Regions from separate parts of the Hordeum vulgare genome. Here region 2 is linked to region 1. A link is a contact called in public Hi-C data. All regions are on one chromosome and are shown on one strand. The core of a region is the stretch at or near the end of the contact, and the rest is flanking DNA. Distances in the headings are between cores, read along the strand shown. Region 1 holds the start of LOC123449727 (cyclin-dependent kinase inhibitor 5-like). Region 2 has its middle 66 kb from the start of LOC123449727.

Evidence for each region. A called contact is a pair of places that touch in the nucleus more often than the background predicts.
Region 2: a contact with region 1 is called in a Hi-C map of leaf, with 4 times the contacts expected there. The contact joins the enhancer-like site here to the promoter of LOC123449727 in region 1. A contact is called at or near these places in 2 of 6 Hi-C or Micro-C datasets (both in leaf) and 1 of 1 datasets of contacts at active chromatin or transcription factors (embryo).

Annotation. Positions count from the first base shown.
Region 1 is chr4H:582,698,499-582,705,563 of MorexV3_pseudomolecules_assembly, reverse strand. LOC123449727 (cyclin-dependent kinase inhibitor 5-like) reads left to right here and starts at 3,775. Exons shown (of 3, transcript XM_045127048.1): 1 at 3,775-4,391; 2 at 5,915-6,112; 3 at 6,240-6,676. The coding sequence starts at 4,012. The coding sequence ends at 6,309.
Region 2 is chr4H:582,764,495-582,771,559 of MorexV3_pseudomolecules_assembly, reverse strand. No RefSeq gene overlaps it. Among protein-coding and RNA genes, the nearest start is that of LOC123449727, 66 kb to the right of the region's middle. Within about 2 kb of position 3,294, at least 2 of the 3 cell types and tissues checked have open chromatin away from gene starts, as enhancers often do. A contact at or near this core is called in leaf, where this site is marked.

The DNA of each region.
Region 1 (7,065 bases), core at 2,526-5,025:
AGAGAGCATTTTCCTGAAGACTACTGTCAAGTTTGCTCGTGACGTGGTGCAGGTGTTTGAATCTGAGTAACCGAGAGAACCAAATGTGCATGACCTAGAAAATTTGTTGGCTATTGGATAGGTTAGATGGTTTCTAGGAATGCTCGGATCAATTGATTGTATGCATTGACAATGGAGAATTGTCCCAAAGGTTTGCACGTAATGTATCAATGTCACACCAAAGAGGCCATCATCATAGTGGAAATAGTGGCATCACATGACTTACGAATTTGACATGCTTTCTTTGAAATACCGAGTTCTCACAACAACATCAAAGTGCTTTATCGCCGTCGTGCAATTGTGAAAGAGCATGGTGCCCTCATGTGTGGTTTTGGTAATTGATGGCATTCTCTATGGACTAATGGTTGCCTTTATTAATATTCGAAGGACTTGTCCATAGGCATTTCTTGAAGTCCATTTGATGGTTTCAAGGAGTTTATGTAATTACTAATGTGGTATTCAAGGATTTATCCAAAGATTGGCCGTGTGAGAGTTGAGCTTATTGCAAACATGTCTTGAAGAAGAAGATTGTGTGGACATTCATGTTTACCTTCAAGACATCATCTTTATGAAGAGATAAAATAAGATACAAGGTTGATCAAGACTAAGGCAAATAGTGATTAAAATTTATTAACATAGAGAGCTAGAAGATGTACCAAGTGGGATCAAGTGATCTCATGGTATGATAAGTATTGTCCATTACGCTTTGCGTACAAGCCCATGATCTTTGTGAGTGTTCTTCATGGGGTTAGGTATGTTTCCATGGGCACGCGTCAAAAGGATGATCCCATACAACCCATGGAGGATGACATCAAGTGGTGATCATCGTCAAGGTTGCGGTGTGCAAGTTCAAGAGAAGCATCACGAAGAGATCACATGCTTGAAATTTCTCGTCCATTACGGTGATAACGGATACGTGAATATGTGCTGAAAAGAGGCTCATCCATAGTGGAGTATGGGGGAGCAATCTACTAGTCTTCATCGAGTCATCACAATCAAGAAAGGTGGTCCATCTTGAGGAGGACAAGCTTACCATCATCTAGGTCATGTGGACTATGCACAAGTCAAAGGTTTGTCCTTGATAGGTTTCCTATTCTATAGGTATCATGATGTTAGTTGGGAGACCAGGTCATAGGATAGATTGTCGTACTATAAAGGGGGGCTCTCGAGTGAGTAACTTGATGGTATCATTTGTAGAGAGCTCAAGCCATTGCATTCTTAGCATCATCGTCTTCCTTGGTTCTTGTTTGCCTTTTTGTTATGTGAGTTTTGGAGGTCATGGTCTTCATCGTGATAAGCTCAAGCTCATCGAAAACGGATTTTGTATGCATCATCTTTGCGTTTTCAATGGTGGATATTTTTACGGATCATATTTGGGAAGGTCATCTTCCTTATCCTATTTGGGAAGGTTTATGTTGGATAGCTCTTGTCGTCCTCTATCCAACAAGCTTGAGTTTGCTTAATTCAGAGCTCGTACGCAAAAGTTATGACAATTTCATTCTCAGCACAGTTGTTAGTGTTGAGGCGCTAGTACCACTCGGTACCACGGTAGTACCGCCTAAGCGGTACTTCCACTATGTACTACCGCTTAGGCGGTCCTTCCGCTATGTACTACCGCGGCTACTATAGCCTATTTGTAGGTTCTGTTGGTCTGCTCTTCACTCACGATGATAGCATGGTAGTAGGGAGGTAGTACCTCTAGTACCGCTCCTACTACCACTTATTTTGGGGTACCGGTCTCTTATTTGTTTCAGTACTACCACACTGCTTTCACTCTACTACCGATGTTCCCTTGGTACTGCATCCTGAGTGGTAGTACCATTGGGTCGGCCGGTAGTACCACTCCGGTGCCACTACTGCCTCGAGGTTTCTGCCTTTTGCACTCTTTTGCTGGAACTACCACATTAAGCGGTAGTACCGCTTGTGCACGACTTGTGGACATAACGGTTTGATTTTCCCGCACCTACAAAAAGGGGTCTTCTTCCCAATTGGATCTAATCCTTTGAGCTCGTGTTCTTCCACCATTGTTGTCCTTCTAAGAGCTTTCTAACTCTCAATCCCTTCAATGATTGTTGCTCCTTTTTGAGGAAAAAGAGAGAGGAGATCTAGATCCATATTTCCACCAATCACTTTCTCCCCTATGTGAGGGGAACCCCTTGGATCTAGATCTTGGAGTTCTTTGTGACCTACTTGTTCTTCCTCTCATATTCCTCCATAGCTTTTGGTGCTGTGGTGGAATTTGGGAGTGAGGGAATTGACCACTTCGTGTGTTCTTGCCATTTCATTAGTTGCATCTGTTTGAGTTTTGCACGGTGATACATGTAAGTGATGTTTGAGAAGCTTATTACTCTTGGGTGTTTGGGCACCCTAAAGCTTGTGCCCCTTGGGTGCTTTGGCACCCTAGACGGTTGGTGGTGTCTCAGAGCTCAATCATTGTGGTATAAAGCTCCAAGCAAGCGTGGGGGTCTCCAATTAGGTTGTGGAGGTTGCCCCGAGCAATTTGTACGGGTTCCGGTGACCGCCCGCAAGGATTACCAAAGTGTACACGTTCGATGACCGTCCCCAAGGGTTTCCATTTGTACGGTCCGGTGACCGTCCTCAAGGGGCCCTTAGTGGAATTACGACATTTTGCATCGTGCGAAAGCGTAAGGAGATTAAGGTGGTCCTGGTGGTTTCTTGGGGAGCATTGTGCCTCCACACTGCTCCAAACGGAGATTAGCATGCGCAAGGGTGTGAACTTCGGGGTACATCATCATCTTCGCATGCCTCGGTTATCTCTTACCCAAGCCTTTTACTTATGCATTTTACTTTGTGATAGCCATATTGTTTCATGTTATATATCTTACTATCACTTAATTGTTTATCTTGTTTAGCATAAGTTGTTGGTGCACATAGGTAAGCATGGTTGTTTTAGTTTTTGTGCTTGACAAATTAAACACTAGTTTTATTCCGCATTTGTTCAAGCTTAAACAGTAATTATTTTAAAGCGTCTATTCACCCCTTCTAGGCGACATTCACGCCCTTTCAAACCGCACCGTCAAAGGTCGTGACTACAACTTTTATACTATCTTGTCCATGTCATCTATCCTTAGTGGGCCGCATTTGTTAAGACCATATTCGAACGGCAACAAAGAAAGCCACCTCGCAACGGTGCAAGAAGCATCTAGGAAGGATATGGAAAGAGCATTCGGAGTGCTCGAAGCACATTGAGGAATTGTTTGAGGAGCTACAATGATGTGAGAATCATAAAGGTTGTGTGAACTGATGACACATTGTGTTATTTTGCACAATATAATTGTTGGGGAAGAGGGTGACGGTGTTTCCCAAATCAATGATTTAAAGCGCTTGAAAAACAAGTTCAAATCCCAGAAATCAAGATGCAAACCATCTTATCAACTTTCTGCAGTTGCATCAGATAGTTCCCGCCTTGCATGATGGGAGAATATTATGTTTACCCAAAAAATAACATCCAAATAAGCATCCTCTCCCCTCCCATTTATGCTCGAGGATATGCCCCCAAATCGCCATTGCAATACTGGCGCACCCCACCCACCTCTGGTGCCATGCCATGCCTTCCATGTGGCCCGCCCTCGGAAACCCCCAAACTCGCACCGAGAAGCCCCCACGCGGCGACGCAGACGCTCCCCCAACCCCAAGAGAGAATCCCCACCCCTTTCCCTCTCTCTCTCTCTTACCTCACTGGCCAGGCCCATCCGCGCGCGCGGGTCCTCCTCCTCCTCCCCGATTTTCTCCCTCTCTCTCGCTAAATACAGCGAGCGGCAGCGTGGCGCGCCCGAGCCCGCCAAATCCCGCGCCCGCTCGCGCCCTTTTTCCCGCTACGCAACGCAACGCTCCCCATTATTCCCGCGATTCCCCCTTCCCCGCCTCAACTCGCCTCGCCTCGCGCCGCCCACCCAGCTTTCCCAGCTAGCTAGCCAGCCACCTCGCCGCCGCCGACCGGAAGCAGGGGCCATGGGGAAGTACATGCGCAAGAGCAAGGCCTCGGGGGAGGTGGCCGTCATGGAGGTCGCCGGCGCCCTGCTCGGCGTCCGCACCCGCTCCCGCACCCTCGCCGCGCAGCAGCAGCGCGCCCCTTCCCCCTCCCCGTCCCCTTCGCCGCACCGCAAGGGGGAGCACGACCCCGGCGCCGCCGACTACCTCGAGCTCAGGAGCAGGCGGCTCGAGAAGCAGCCGCCGCCTGGCCACAAGGAGAAGGAGGACGCGCCACCACCGGCCGCCGGTGCGAGGAGGATGGCGGAGCAGGCGGCGGCGTCGTTCGCGGCCGACGGGTTCGAGGCCGACCTCGAGGCCTCCTTCGGCGACAACGTGCTGGACTGGGACGCCGCCGACAGGTAACAACAGAGCACCATGGCTTCCTGCCTTCCTTTCTTTCCTTCCTCCCCCTTCCTCTCCGGCCCAGCCAGCAATCCCGTTCCCGCGCCCCGGGCGACACGAATCAGACCGAGGTTCAGGGCTTACCATCTGCCGCCGTTTGCTTCCACGCACTCCATTAGCGCCGCCGGCGCCGCGCGGTCCCAAATCTCAGCTCCGGAGCTCCCGCAAGCTCAACAATCCCCTCTCCATGGCCTCCTCAACCGAGCGCCGCCACCGATCCGTCCGGCCGTTTCTTCCCAGGATTGAGCAACGCCTTCCGCTGATTCTGCCCGGATGCCTGCAAGAATCATCCCCTGCAGTTCCCCAATTTCCCTCAAGTCCCAGCCGCTGGCTTCCGCTCGAGAGCATCCAAGAAACGCCTGAGCTGCGGTGTTGACCCGGCAAAAAAGGCCTATTTTTCCCCCTCCAAAAAAGCCACAATATTTTCGACACCGTCCAAACAAAGATGCATGCATCACGGCGCACTCAATCAACCCTCAATCAAAGTGGGCGTCGCACTTGATTAGTGGAGCCTCCTCCTCCTCTCCTCCAGTGGCCATGGCCGTGGCCGTGGCCTCCGCCTTTTCCCCGTAGTGGCAGGGGAAAGTAGCCCGCTTTCCGCCTTCCCCGCCATAGCCGCCCTCTGCTTTCTGCATTGGCCTTGCCGGTGGGGCGTGGCCGCAATCTTTTCTAACAGCAACCGGAGAGGCCCCGCTCCCGCTTTTTCGCGAGCAATTTCATCTCAATCCCCCAACCAACCAAAGGCGCCCGCCGCTGCCGTCGCGCTCACGGCCCCATTTGCTAGCTGCCACGGCCGTGGGTGAAAATGGCAAGCTGCTCATCATTAGCGCTTGTACCGGAGCGCCACCGACCGCCGCCATTGAATGCTTGCTTGCTGGCCTGTTGCTACCTTCTTGAATGGACACTGACCGGACCACGTTTTGGTTCAAGCTTGCTGGGGGTGAACGGGGGTTGCCTTGCCTCCATTCATTTACCTGGTGCTGTGAGTGCACCAGCCACTGCAACAAATGAGATTTTACTTAGCAGTTCAAGCATTGAAGGGTTCAGTAAATATTTTCCCCAGCTTCTTTAATTACTATGCTTTGTTCGTATGATTGGCCCCGTGGTCCCTTTGTCCGGCATTGGCATATGCATGTTGAGCACCCCCATTCAGCTTGCTTGGCCGTGTTAGGCCAAGTTGTTGTTTGTCTGTCAGCATTCAGGCATTCAGTGTGCTTGTGCTGAGCAATAATCAGGCACACCTCACACTGTGACAGTGTGGGGGCACTTGTATCTAATGAAATAGACAAGATCATGCTGGAAAATGAGCTGTAGCCTTCAGACGACCGTAGCTTGTTGCCACCCGACCGAGCTCACCAACCCAGCTTGATTCTGTAGTGCTAGTAATTTGCAAGTCCTCTTTGTGCATTTCTAGCCTCTGAGCTTATCATGTTTGTGGGCTGTTTTTCACGTTGTGCTGCTGTTGGTTGGTTGCTTGCAGGGGCACGAGGGAGACGACGCCCTGCAGCCTCATCTACAGCTCGGAGACGATGAGCACCCCCGGCTCCGCGACCAGGGCCAGCAACCCCTCACGCCGCAGGCCGCAGACGCCGGTCTGCCGCTACGTCCCGAGCTCGCTCGAGATGGACGAGTTCTTCGCCGCCGCCGAGCAACAGCAACACCAGACCTTCAGGGACAAGTAAGAAAACTCTGCTTCCTTCTACCATCATCACTCAGTCATGCCGCTGTTGTGAGCACTCTTGTTCTAGATATTGTGCATGGAAATGTTCTAACACTCTTCTGCTCTGCTCTGTTGGAATAACCAGGTACAACTTCTGCCCCGCGAGCGAGCGTCCTCTCCCCGGCCGGTACGAGTGGACGGCGCTAGACTGCTAGGGCTTTCTCCTCACACCACCACCAGCAGCAGGAGCTCCTCCATTGATCTCTGTAACACCAGAATGACCACCAGCAGCAGCAGCAGATCATGCCGTGGGCGCGATGAAAATGCAAATGCAGTAGCGTTAGGTTTCGGATTCATCCTCTGTTGTAAAAACTTAGAGTTAGCCCGCAGCAGTAGCTCAGCAAGCCAGCAGTCTCTCAGTGTAACCAAGGAACGAACAGCCTGATCCCCACCCACCCTCACTGTAACCGTCACTAGTTAACATCTCATCCCGTAGGCCCTAGCTTAATCAGCAGCATTATTTTCACCTGTACCCCAGTTCTCCATCCATGAATGAATGAATCGGAGCTAGATTTATTTTCACCTCCCTCTCTATCTCTATCTGAAGTGGTGTCACTGTGTGATTCGTCCATGCATGAATGCATGCATGGGGTGGAAACTTGTCATCGTCTTGCCTGAAAAGCTGGTGTGGCACCACACCACCGCTACCATGTTGGACTGCTTTTTTGTTGGTGATCAAGCAAGTTGATGCGGGCTTGGTTGGGTGGATTCCATTCCACTGGCCACTAGGCGTGTGTGTGATTGGACATGTGAGGTTACTGTTGTGCAATTGTGCGAGTGAGTGGATGCTGGTCATGGTCATGGTGTAGATCGCTGTGTGTGACTGATGGGGAGCCAAAGCTTGGACTGTGTGTGAGTGGATGTTGATGGGCATTCCATGATGGCGCTCATCATGGATGGATGGTCTTTAC
Region 2 (7,065 bases), core at 2,045-4,544, 66 kb before region 1:
GGATTTCACATGGCCGAGTAATGACCACGTACGGATCCAAGCTGTAGCTTTGCAGATAACCTGCAAAAAAAAAATTGATAACCTTACCATTAAAAATATGATAATTTCGTGTATTCCAAATATTCCAATATTGTAAGATCCATGCGATACGGGCAAAATAGTGAAAACAAGCAACCAAATGCGTCAGATTTGCATGCAGTGGACCTGGTTGAGGTTAGTGCACGTAACCAAACGCATCCTACATGCACTGTTTCTTTTTACGTATTGGATGGCTTGGGGTATTGACTTAGACCTATACTTAATATTCTTGGAGCATCTTCAACTTCAAGGGCAACCCACAAATTCCCTCCCGCATCCGACCGCGGACTAGGGGGGCCAGTGTACGGACACGGATGCATGAGGCCGCCATCCAACCATTGTCGCATACATTTTGACAATAGTTCAAACCAACCAGACGAAATTCATGCAAATATGGCCGCATTCCATATAAACATGACAGATTACATAGAAATCGAATGAAAATGTTTACAATTTGAACATATTGTAACTAAAAACGGTGACGCTGAGCTCCACTCCCATGATATGGATACACTCCTCTTCCACCACTCATCAAAGCGGAACTACCGGCTGATGCTTCATCCATAGGGGAAGGGGGTCCTCTGCTTCCGAGGTGCCAAAACAGGGACCATCGTTGGTTTAAGATACAGAAACGGTTGGTCATCGGTTGTAAAAGCCGATGACGTGCCGGCGGTGGTCCACATGGGATATTGGTGGTGGCCTCCCGTGTTCTACTTTCTCTTTATATTGGCGGCACACTCGGACGCACCGGCCATCGACTAATCGATCTCCATGCAGTGAGCTTCTTTCTCTGCCGGCAGGACGCGGTTACACACGCGTTGAGATCGGATGGCGTGGTCGCACGCACGGGAGGCGCGGTACAATGCGACAACATCGACGGCTGTGATGTTGAATGAGCCGTTGTGCTCCCTGTCGTGTCGGCCTGGAGCAACTCGTCACTCCTCCGTGGGTTGGTTTGGAGCGCTGAGTTGCTGAACCACACCCCATATTGGGGCAGCACATTACATCATCGGGCCAAGCATGGGAGGTGAAGCAGCGAACTACCTCGCTCATATCCGACGGGCTCGATGGGCCACCGAACGGACTTTTATCCAAAGAAATGCTCATCCTACTCATTGGATTGCATCGAAAGCGTGGAGAAGGAAGACATGGGGAGCAAACTTAGTGGTGTGATTCTTGTCCGACATCTAGACTTCCTTAAACAAAGGGCACACGGGAGAAGCTTGCCCGGTGTTGCGTTTAATGTCGGCCCGCTCGTGAACGGACGTGTGGCCCGAGTATGTTACGTGGCTTCCACGCAGGTTTAATGGCGGCATTTGGATGCGGTGAGGATGCGCGTTCAGTCGAGCGTGCAAAGGGCGATGCCCTCGGATGGCGTGCCACTTCAATGCCGAATGAAGTGAGAGGCCGCGTCCACCCTGAGCCGTCTTTAATGTGGAGCGACGTGCCCTACATAGGCAAGAATGCGGGGAGCTGCCGCGAGCGAGAGAAGAGTGTTTTGGGTGGGTTAGTACGGTTAGAGCATCTACAGTCGGACCTCTCAAATACTCCTCAAACACTCGGGCAGGCCGCCCGGTCACTGACTGGTCACAAAAATTCGACCCAGACGGCCCTCTTAAACCGGCCTCAAACTCTCGGGATGACTGGCACCCCCCTTTTCCAGCCCAAATATGGAGCGAATATGGGGGAGCCTGGGCGCGTCCTGTCATCCCCGCCTGGCCCACACTGGCCCGCATCGAACCGCCATATATTCATCCTCATCTGTTGGCCGGACCAAACCATAGCCACTTCACTCCACTCCCATAGGCCACCCAAGCTCGCTTCCGACGATATTCGGCCTTCTCCGGCATTGCCTCGAGCGGATCCGTCTCCGACCAGTCCGGATCCATCGACTCGGGGGTCATGCAGTGCGGAGTGGAGGAGGCAATGACGGTTCACATTGCACTCCGCCGCTCCCACAAGGACAGCGCCAGACCGACGGGAGGATCTGTCCGCCGTGACTCCATAGCATCCGCTCAAAGGGCTCTTGGTTCCTCTGGGACGGGATCACCCATGTCCCGGCGAGCGGATCCATCGACCGGGCCTGCGGACTTTGATTCCCACAGGGAACGGCCTGCCCGCCGTGGAAAGGAGATGATAAGGATTGTCGACGCCTATCTCGCGAAGGAAATGCAGCACGCGGAGGCGGGTGATGCGGCGGCGCGGGCGACCGCGGAGAAGGAAGCCTTCCGCGCTTGCATTTTGAAGAAACAGCAGTGGCGAAACACGCACGCCATTGCCCACAAACAGAATTGGGCGGTCCGTGAAATGGCCGGACTGCCACCAAAAGAGGAGAATGAGGTGAGGGGCGACGAGGACAACTCCGGCGATGAGCAGATCCGGCTCGATCCGTACTGTGTCTCCAACCGGTACTTCCGCGACAAGGACGGCAAGGGCGATGGAAAGGACAAGTGTAGCCGTGGATAATCTCCACCATAGCCAAACAAGCCAAATTTTGGTAGTCCAATGGCATATTTAGCAGTGATGGAGTAGACGAACGACGTGTCTGCGTCGATGTAGTAGTTGCATGGGTTGTATGAATTTGAGATATGAGATTTGAGGTGTCCGGATGTAGACTGCATTGTGTGTGACGTGCCCGGTCAGTGTCCGCGGACGAGTCCGGACACGTCCGCGGGTGTTTGAGGGACCGGATTTGAGGGGTCCGGCTGTAGATGCTCTTGGAAGCTGACGTGGTCGCGTGTCCGGACGACCGTAAAACCCCCATATTTCTCTATGATTTGGAGAGAAAATTCGTACGGACCGTGCCGCGTATCGATATAGGACAGTGTTGAATGACTTCCGTGATCCACATGTATGTAAGAGATTTACGGATCCGCGTTGGAGATGTCCTTAGACAACTCTGAATTTCTCACAATTGAATTGGTGTCCTATAACTGTGAACATATTTTATTCCGTGTCTTGTGGAGCCATGTCAGTTATTCAAACACGCAAGCAACTGCGAGCACGTGTCTCACAAAAAAGTTCCCGGCGTGCGCACTTTCTGGCAATACTACAACATTGCACGAGCTCCCGTAAGCTCCCATCTTCTAGTTGAGGGTACGATGGAGAGCGGCTTTAAACCCTATAGCCGGAAAAGGGCCCGGCCGGGGAACGCGCGCGTCGGCTGGCCTGCACTCACGCACGAGCGCAGGATCCCCCCAGGACTTTCATTGTCGAGCCACGAAGCTACCCCGCGCGCGCGCAACCACGCACTGGCGGCACCGCCCATCCGTGCAAGCCGGAGGAGGCCCCGCCGGCCAGATCCACGGCCCTGCGCCGTGTCCTGTCTGCGGGGAGGGGACGGCGCGTACGTGTCTCGGCGTTAATGGAGTAACTCGTGGTTGTACCGGCGGCCCGGTGAATGACATGGCTGCGTGCACAGTGCCCTCTCCAGCTGCTGCGGGGGTTTTACATTCGTCGACGCCATGGATTCATGCTAGGGTACCGTGTAGCCAAAAGGTTCTCCGCACGCGTCGTATCGCATCGCATTCGCCGAATTCAAGTCGGGACCCTGTACTGCAAAAGCACAACGCTGCTACTGTTCGTATACCATGGCGCATTCTCGTACCCCTAAATATACATAAATACTCCTACATCATGATAGCGATCATTCGTTCATGATTGTAGCCAGGGGTCCTCTCAGTTAAGTGCATAGAAGCGTCATCTCCTTGTCACGATTTACGAAAAATCATCACTTTACAAAACGTGACACTTTTCACCGAACGAAACAATTAACGCGGCAAAACATACTCAGCAAAAAAAATAGAACGCGTTTTGACGTGCCAAAACGGCTGCGTGGCTAGTGGTGGACGGGCTAGGTAGAAATGGCCGTTAACAGATAGACCGACCGTGTCGGTCGGAAGCTGCCCAAAAAAGAAATAGTGTGGGCTCTTAGCCCGCTCGCTCCCACTCCCACTTGCACTCTCGCTCCCCTCTGCGCCGTTGCTGCCGAGCATCGTTGCGATGGCAATAATGCCTTCTTGGATAGACGAGGAGGAGACCGACGACGACGACATGCTCCACTTTGTCGAGGAGGTAATGTCGATTCATATATACTCTGTTGGTAGCCTAGGCTTAGGGTTATCATTCAGAGGGGATTTTTTTTGTATGATTTGAACCGGACACAGTACACTTGACCACTCCAAATTTCTTTTGAAATCGATCCAGCCGCTCCTAACCATACACGACTAAGACTTTGAAGGCTATGCAGTAACAGAGGAGGGACCAATTGAGTGATACCACCGTAAAATAGCCAGGAAATTTGTAGCATTTGAAGGTAGCATGGATGGAAGGAGGTTTTATGAATGTGGTGAGGAAGTAAGTTGAAATGTTTGTCGTGCTATACTTATTTGAAATCTCATGTTCTCAATGTTTCATTTTCTATTAATTCAGTCATGTCACTTGTACAATTGTAATGGTTAATGGTCACACTGGTTTGTAAAAGAAGTTAAGGCAGAGGTTTAACTAAATTTGCTACTTTTAATTGAATATGCTAGTATTGTCTCAATTTCAATTGTTGACTGAATTTGGTGCTAGTGTTAACTAAAATGAAAGTGTTAACTGAACTAGCTACTGTTCACTAAATTTGAAAGTGTTAATTAAATCTGTTGCCAGTGTTAACTGAATTTCATAGTGTTGACTGAAATTTGTGCTAGTGTTAACTAAAATGAAAGTGTTAACTGAATTTTATAGTGTTGACTGAACTAGCTATTGTTCACTAAATTTGATAGTGTTAACTAAATCTGTTGCCAGTGTTAACTGAATTTCATAGTGTTCACTCAACTTGCTAGTGTTAACTAAATTTCAAAGTGTTAACTAAGTTTGTTGCTAGTGTTAACTGAACTTGGTGATAACTGAATTTGATAGTGTTTACTACACTTGCTAGTGTTAACTCAATCTATTACTAGTGTTATTTGAATTTGATAGTGTTGACTGCACTTGCTAGTCTTCACTGGATCTATTGCTATTGTTAACTAAACTTGGTGTTAACTGCTATGTTTCTCTGAGGGTTAACTTTTGTGTTTCTCTGTAGCTAATTGCAGTGTTTGTTTGAATCTTACCTGCTTTATGTACCATTTGTATCTGCTTATGGTTAAGTAACTTTTATTGTTGTAGATTGTCAATTGTGGCTATGTTTGATGGTTGATATGAAGTATCTTGGAGCTACTAAAAAACCTCTTAGGAAGCTTCGGGAAAGATACCAAGGTTGTTGTGCTACTAGAAATAAGGAAGGAGTTGATCATGCACATGTAGTGCTTAAGCTTGATGAGCAGGTTAAGACTGCTAACTGATAACCCACAAGTATAGGGGATCGCAACAGTTTTCGAGGGTAGAGTATTCAACCCAAATTTGTTGATTCGACACAAGGGGAAGCCAAAGAATATTCTCGAGTATTAGCAGTTGAGTTGTCAATTCAACCACACCTGAAAGACTTAGTATCTGCACCAAAGTTTCCGTAGCAGAGTAGTGTGATAGTAACGGTAGCAGCGGTAACAGTAGCAGCAGTGACAGCAGTAGCAGTAAAGTAACTTAGCAAGGACCAGTAGGAAAAGACTCGTAGGCATTGGATCGGTGATGGATAATTATGTCGGATGACATTCATCATGTAACAGTTATAACATGGGGTGATTTGTAACTAGCTCCAGTTCGTCAATGTAATGTAGGCATGTATTTCGTATACAGTCATACATGTTTATGGAAAAGAACTTGCATGACATCTATTGTCCATCCCTCCCGTGGCAGCGGGTCCTAATGGAAACTAAGGGATATTAAGGTCTCCTTTTAATAGAGAACCGGAATAAAGCATTAGCACATAGTGAATACATGAACTCCTCATACTATGGTCATCTCCGGGAGTGGTTCCGGCTATTGTCACTCTGGGGTTGTCGGGTCATAACACATAGTAGGTGACTAAAACTTGCAAGATAGGATCAAGAACACACATATATTGATGAAAACATAATAGATTCAGATCTGAAATCATGGCACTCGGTCCCTAGTGACAAGCATTAAGCATAGCAAAGTAGTAGCAACATCAATCTTAGAACATAGTGGATACTAGGGATCAAACCCCATCAAAACTAACTCGATTACATGATAGATCTCATGCAACCCATCACCGTCCAACAAGCCTACGATGAGATTACTCACGAACGTTGAAAAGCATCATGGAATTGGCGATGAAGGATGGTTGGTGATGACGACGGTGTCGATTTCCCCTCTCCGGAGCCCAGAACGGACTCCAGATCTCCCCTCCAGAGGAAGAACAAGTGGTGGCGGCGGCTCCGTGTCGTGAAATGAGCTTCTCTCCATTTTGTCTGGTAATAGAATAGGGCGCGCGATGAACTCTTCTCTCTTAATTTTTTCTGGGCGAGACAGAATATATAGAGCTGGAGTTGGAGGCGGCGGAGCCACGAGGGCCTCACAAGCCTGCCTCGCGCGGCCAGGGGGGCGCCTCTTGGGCTTGTGGGCTCCTGGCTCCGTCCCTCCACGTACTCATTGCGCCAGTATTTTTTATATATTCCGCAAAACATCCTCGTAAATTTCCAGGTCATTCCGAGAACTTTTGTTTCTACGCAAAAACAACACCATGCAATTCTGTTGAAAACAGCGTCTGTCCGGGTTAGTTCCATTCAAATCATGCAAATTAGAATCCAAAACAAGGGCAAAAGAGTTTCGAAAAGTAGACACGATGGAGACGTATCACTAACCCACAGTACAAGATATTTGTGGTTGATGTTAACAGAATGGTACAACAACAAATGCATAAGACCTATCAAGAAAATTACAAGAAAATGATGTCAGAGGACAATCAAGGCGTGGAGAAGCAGTTGGACCAGAAGCAGTATGTCATAGAGTATATGAAGGTCATTCAGAAAGAGAAAGGTGGACTAATCAGGAACCTCAGATGTGAGCGGCATGAGCTAACTAAGGATATGGATATCAATG